Linked DNA regions of Mus musculus: region 1 is linked to region 2. A link is a contact called in public promoter capture Hi-C data. All regions are on one chromosome and are shown on one strand. The core of a region is the stretch at or near the end of the contact, and the rest is flanking DNA. Distances in the headings are between cores, read along the strand shown.

Region 1 (3,229 bases), core at 307-2,806, 1.3 Mb after region 2:
CTATTTTTGTGTAGCTACAACAGGGCTTAGTAATGGCCAATACTTTTTATCTAAAACATGACCTGCTTAGAGATCTTGAGGACCGACATCATTGGAAGGACAAAAGTTCCCAACCTAACAATTAGATATTAAAACTCCAAAAAGTGTACATTAGTTTTGTTCTCTTAGAAATTTCAAGCATGGGGACTTTTCCACCAAATCAATGTAGAATTATAGATTACTCTACACAGCACTTTCTTCTACATTAAGTATCAATTCTCTGATAAGGTACTCTGAACACCACATCAAGTTCCTATTACAGTGGACATGTCAGGACAGCAAAAGAAAAACAACCACACTGGCTCTCACCACAGCCAGCCTGAAGGAATCTCTTTACCAAAAATGATACACTTTTAAAATCATATTTCTGTTGCTAAAGCACAAACAAAATATACATGGGATTGTTTCTTTTCAGTAAATTCATTTCATCTAAGTATTTTCAATAAATTGCCATTACTGTCTGATTTTTGACAATACCATTTTCCATAGAAAACTGTAAATGAAACATATATATGAAGTCAAATGTCACTATCACTAAGTAATTGCAATTCAGATGTAACCATATGATTAGCACAAGTCAGTTTTTAAACTATGAACTGTGACCTTGGGCGGCTCAGACTTTCTGTGGGGACAGGACTCAGTGATTTCTGTAGTGGCTTTAACACACAGCACTCAGCACTCGGGTCTACTTCACCAGCAGTGTGCTTCCTAACAGCCAGGGCTATGTACAGTTAGTTACCTTTATTTATTTCTATAGGACTCAGAGAGACACCCCACCCCCTGCCCCCATCACAGTCCTCAAAAGCAAAGCCAGAACCCTGTGCTCTATCACTCTTACACAGCATTTTTTTTTTCCTTTTTGGTTTTTGTTTTTGTTTTGTTATTTTTTTCCAAGCGTCATTTGGGTAACCAATCTACCTAGAATTATTCAAGGAAAAACATTGTTCTCAACCTTTATTCCGATAACTACAATATACTTGAAGAAAGTCCTTGCCTAGAGAGCAGAGAATCAGATCCATCTATGAGCTCTAACAGCCTGGAGACCCAGGAAGCCCATTCAGTTTGCTTTGCTTCGGTTTGCAGAGGTATTGTCTTAAATACACTTCCCTTAAAAGAAGGTATAGCTGAACCCAATAATCATGAGCAACTACACAAAAGTGTCAGTGAAAGAGAAGTGCGCTATTTAAATGTTTCTATCTGGTCTGAGGAAAGAGCACTGTGCAGAACAGACTGCAAGGTTTGCAGCCTGTTACTAATGATGCCGAGAGCACTGGCCAAGTACGCTGCCCAGAAAATACCAAACAGCATAAGAAGCAGAGAACACTACCTTCGCAGCGGCATGATTTCACAAGCCATCCTCGTGTGCGAATCTGCACGGGATCCCCGAGTGCCTTCCAGTCAAGCCCTGTGTGCAGGACCCGCGGAACACACAACCTGCTGCAGCTGACACTGCCTCTCCACCTCCAGCTGCAGGCAAGGATATTTATCGGCTGCCTCCACATTTACACTGCAGTCCACTTTGACCTTTTGTTCCAGCGAAGCAGCTGAAACCCAGAGCCAATCAGAGGCGGAGCAGTGGAGTGTGAAAGGCTGCTCCTCCTCCTGATCCTCCTCCCGCTTCTCCCGCTCCTCCTTCTGTCCCCACCCCACTTTGCTCTGCTCGCTGCTTAGTGGGCTTGGCAAGCCCCAGCAACCTGAAACTTTCCTCTGAGAGGTTCCAGACAAGTCTGTCAGTCTGTGAAGAGCAACCAATAACTGCAGAGGAGCCCAATCCTGCATGGCTCAAAGTGCAAGAAAAGCCAGCAAGGAAATGCAGTGTCAAGGACAGACAGCGTCCCTTAAGGTCCCGTTTCTTTGAGGCCCAAGTTGGACTGCACCTTGTTTTTTTCTAAAATAAATAAACAAATAAAAACTACCCAAACAGTAGCCAGAGAAAGCTTTTCCAGATTGTTCTAGGCTTTTCCTGACGAAATACCTGAACCCTTGCCCTACCCACAGTTTCTTCCCCAGATACTTATTTACACTAGGTTGTGAGCAGTTCCTGGTGACATCACTCAAGGGGAAGAGGACAAGGTGCCCTAACTGGATTCAGGTCTTCAGGAGATCAAAACATCTACTGGTGTGGCCCTTCTGTTTGTTGTTTTTACATTCTACCCAAAATGTCAACTGCACTTGGAAGAGATTTGTTTCTTATTATATATTCTTATATTTTACAAAACCAATTTTTCCAATAAGATTTTCTAAGTGCTTGTAAATGATCTTTTATTATTTTGTATCTCACATATGTGTGTGTGTGTGTGTGTGTGTGTGTGTGTGTGTTTGCCTGCATCTGCATGGCATGTGTGACTGTTGCCTAAGGGGGCCAGAAGAGGGCATTGAATCCTCTGGAACTAGAGTTACAGATGGCTAAGTGGCCATGCTGGGAACCAAACCTGGGTCCTCCAGAAGAGCAGCCAGTTCTCCAGCCCCTGTAATTTCTTCAGGGCCACTCACTATTTCTAGGGAAGTAATTGTAGTTCACAGGCTTCATACAATGCAAGAAACACATCTTGTACAATTTATTTCATATTATGCAAATTTAATAAGTTCTAACACAGCCTACTTTCGCATTAACCTGATACAAGCTAGAGTTACATAGAAGGAAAGAATCTCAATTGAGAATAGCTTTTAAGACCTTTTTCTTAATTAGTAACTGGACGGGGAGGGCCATTGTGGATGGTGCCACCCTGGGCTGGTGGTCCTGTGTTCTATAACAAATCGAGGTAAGCATGTCACGATGAGCAGGCCAGTAAGCAGCATTGGTCCACAGGTTCTGCATCAGCTCCTGCTTCTAGGTTCCTGCCCTCTTGGAGTTCCTGTCCTGGCTTTTTTAAATCATGAATTTAATGTGCAAGTGTGAGCCAAATAGTGTGTGAGGGCGCGCATGAGCGTGCGCGCGCACACACACACACACACACACACACACACACACACATTTGCTTTCTGGTCATGATGTTTTCATTGCAGTAATAGAAACCCTAACTAAGACATATTGCAAATTAAAATTACCTGTGCTTATAGAAAACATTTACATTTTAGTAAGAGTTTTGATAGTTTATTAAAATAACCTTGGCATGAAGGAATACCTTCTGCAAATAAAAGGCAGAGACACCCACACACAAACACACACACATACAGAGAGAGAGAGTCA
Region 2 (2,849 bases), core at 80-2,579:
AAACGACCCCCAACTTGCTGTCTGACTCAACCTTCCCCTTGCCCAAGCCTTACATCTTCTTTGGAACCTGTTCATTCCTGGGCTGGGCTCCCATACCCCAGCTATAGTAATAGCATAAATCTACGTGCAATCTGAGGACTTTCTCTGTGAGTAACATAATAGAGGCTGAAACTTAGGCTAGCCAGAGGAAGAACTGTCTCCTAAAGTTTTCACAGTGGGAGGACTTGTCAGACCACCTTGTAGAAGGTATAGAAGCATAGACAGTGATGGGCCAATGCTGAGCCAGACAATATCTGGACCTGGGCTGCTTAGCCAGGCATATAAATCTCTGGTCTACCGTTTAATCCTCAGCGAAAAGGTCAGGATCTACCAACAAGCTCGGTAGGCCGTGTGTGTGTGTGTGTGTGTGTGTGTGTGTGTGTGTGTGTGTGAGAGAGAGAGAGAGAGTGAGCGAGAGAGAGAGAGAGAGAGAGAGAGAGAGTGTCCTTGAGACTGCCTGCTTGTGTTTTTCTCTGGTTCTTTGTCCCTCTTCCCAATGTAGGTGCGTTCAACAAATCTTTCTCTGCTTTTCACCGTTGTCTCTTAATTGGATATTAAGGCTGGTGGCAGAGCTTAGCTAGTTAGGGCTTCCAGGAGATAGAGTCTGACTCTTGTAACTCTGATCTACACTTTCAAGATCATGCACTGGAGGTTTGTGGTTGCGCATATGATAAGCGAGGGACAGGATAAAAACCTAACCCTTTTCCACTTTACTCCACTCTGAGGCCAAAGGCAGGAATGCCTGAAATCCTGGCTGTTTGATATTGTTCCATTATGTCACCTTTGGCATTAGAATAACAATGTACCTTGCTTGGGCTCCGGAAATCACATACACCAGGCTCTTCTCTGATTCCTGATTTTCTTGCCTACTAACCAGATATGTCCAGAGGGCAGAAACATTTTGTCACCAAGTACCAATATTTACTAAATGAAAGGACTGCAATACAATATTTCCTTTTAAATCATTACACAGATTTGGTTCTAGTAAACAGTGCAAAAAAACCCCATAGAACCAATGAAGGCTGTGACTTTATATATTGTGATAATAGAAATGCAAAGATCTATTTGCTTGTATCCTCTTTGCCATCCATGTTATTCTGCTGGCCAATTATGTTAATCTCGTGACCATGGGGTTCTCTGGTCTATAAAATATTTAGCTGATTTAATAATTATTCTTCTATATTATTTATCATTATTAAATATGTGTACTTACTCAAAACAATAAGAATGAAAACAAAACATTAAGAAAACAAAACAAAGGCCTGTGGCTCCTCCTCCAAGCAACCCCCCTCCCAGTGGTGATGAATGGGAGGGACTGTATCCCCCCCCACCCCCTTCGGGAGGCTATCTTTTCACTGTTTTAGGCCGTTTTGAATTTCTTTTCTTTAGAAGAGGTATTTTTAATCAAAGTAGCTACTGTTCCTGTGATTGGCGCACGACCAGGGGCCGAGGACACTGACGGGCGGCAAGGCTGGGCTGGTGAAATGCAGTCCGTTTGGTGATGGAGCATCTGAAGGTGCGCTTTTCCCTGGTCTGCAAATCGCTCACACTTTGAATGAACCCATCTTTACAGGCTTTCCCTACTGGAACGTGAGCTTTCTAGGCGTGCGTTTTCTCTAGAATCTCTCGGAAGGACACGGCCACGGGAGAGGCGAGGGTAACTGGGAGACTGTGCGGCTCGGCGGGCTGGGCCGTCAGGCTGAGAGCTGCTGCTGGGAGGGCGTGACTGGCGAAGGCTGGAGGTTCGGCTTTTTCGCGCTAGCTGCATCCAGATGTGCAAGCCACTGTTCTCCAGGAAGGCTTCGCCGCGGAGCCCCGGCCCAAACGCCTTCCAGGAGGTTTGTCCCTGCCTGCGCGCCGTGCCCTGAGCTCTCAGGCAGGGAAAGCGCGCGGACATGGGCGAGACCATGTCAAAGAGACTCAAGTTCCACCTAGGAGAGGCGGAGATGGAGGAGCGGTCGTTCCCCAATCCCTTCCCAGACTATGAAGCCGCCGCCTCCGCCGCAGGGCTCGCCGCTGGAAGTGCGGAGGAAACCGGCCGTGTCTGCCCTCTCCCCACCACGGAAGACCCGGGCCTCCCTTTCCACCCTAACGGGAAGGTGAGTTGGTTGCCAGGGCCGGGACCAGCGGTTGGGAGGGTGAGGCCACCTCCGCCAATGGTAGCGTCCGGCGGTCACGCCCTGGGTGCGCTGACGTCATCGGCGTACGTCCCGCCCGGTGTAGGTCCTGCCCAAGCAGCCGGGGAAAGGCTGCGGAGCTGTGCTTTCCCCATGATGAGACACTGAAACAGTCTGATGGAGCACTGTGATGGTTCCTGGCAGTAAAATGTGAATTTGATGTTAGTTAGGTAGAGTTTTGTCACACCTGCCTGTGGGCACACCCTTGCTTGGAGAAACGCTAAAGTCACGCCCTCTTAATTTTTTTCCGATTTGTTTTCTTCTTTAACAATTTCATTTTTCATACATGTATTTAATGCGTTCTGGTTGCTTCCACCCCACTGTCTTTCATCTCCTTCCCTCGTCTGTACAGTTACCTCTCCTATGAATTGCTTCCCCCCCCCCCCATCCATTTATGTCTTTGTTTGTTTTATCCCCCTTGGGCTTGACCAGGACTGTCTCTGTGAACTGTCCCTTGGAACCTGGTGGGTTCAGTGGGGTACATACACAACTGAAGACAATGGCTACCCCTCTTCCAGAGTCAGTCTGTTGCTGAGAGTTTGGCATTAAGGATTAGAGTCCCGTGAGCCCCTCCCCATCTGTGACTGACTGTTGGGAGGGCCTGTCCTGTGCACATCCTGCAAAAATAATTAT

What was found. Promoter capture Hi-C pulls out the DNA fragments that hold promoters and counts their contacts.
Region 1: a promoter capture Hi-C map of hippocampal neurons shows a contact between it and region 2, with 4 times the contacts expected there. The contact joins the promoter of Fam13a here to the promoter of Lancl2 in region 2. A contact is called at or near these places in 3 of 39 promoter capture datasets (embryonic stem cells, hippocampal neurons and pre-B cells), 1 of 484 Hi-C or Micro-C datasets (uterus) and 1 of 115 datasets of contacts at active chromatin or transcription factors (astrocytes).

The regions. Positions count from the first base shown.
Region 1 is chr6:59,022,946-59,026,174 of GRCm38.p6, forward strand. Fam13a (family with sequence similarity 13, member A) reads right to left here and starts at 1,557. Exons shown (of 18, transcript NM_153574.2): 1 at 1,367-1,557. The coding sequence starts at 1,395. Gm52905 (a long non-coding RNA gene) reads left to right here. Exons shown (of 2, transcript XR_003956447.1): 2 at 1-1,965.
Region 2 is chr6:57,701,126-57,703,974 of GRCm38.p6, forward strand. It overlaps Lancl2 (LanC (bacterial lantibiotic synthetase component C)-like 2), which reads left to right and starts at 1,330. Exons shown (of 9, transcript NM_133737.2): 1 at 1,330-2,138. The coding sequence starts at 1,935.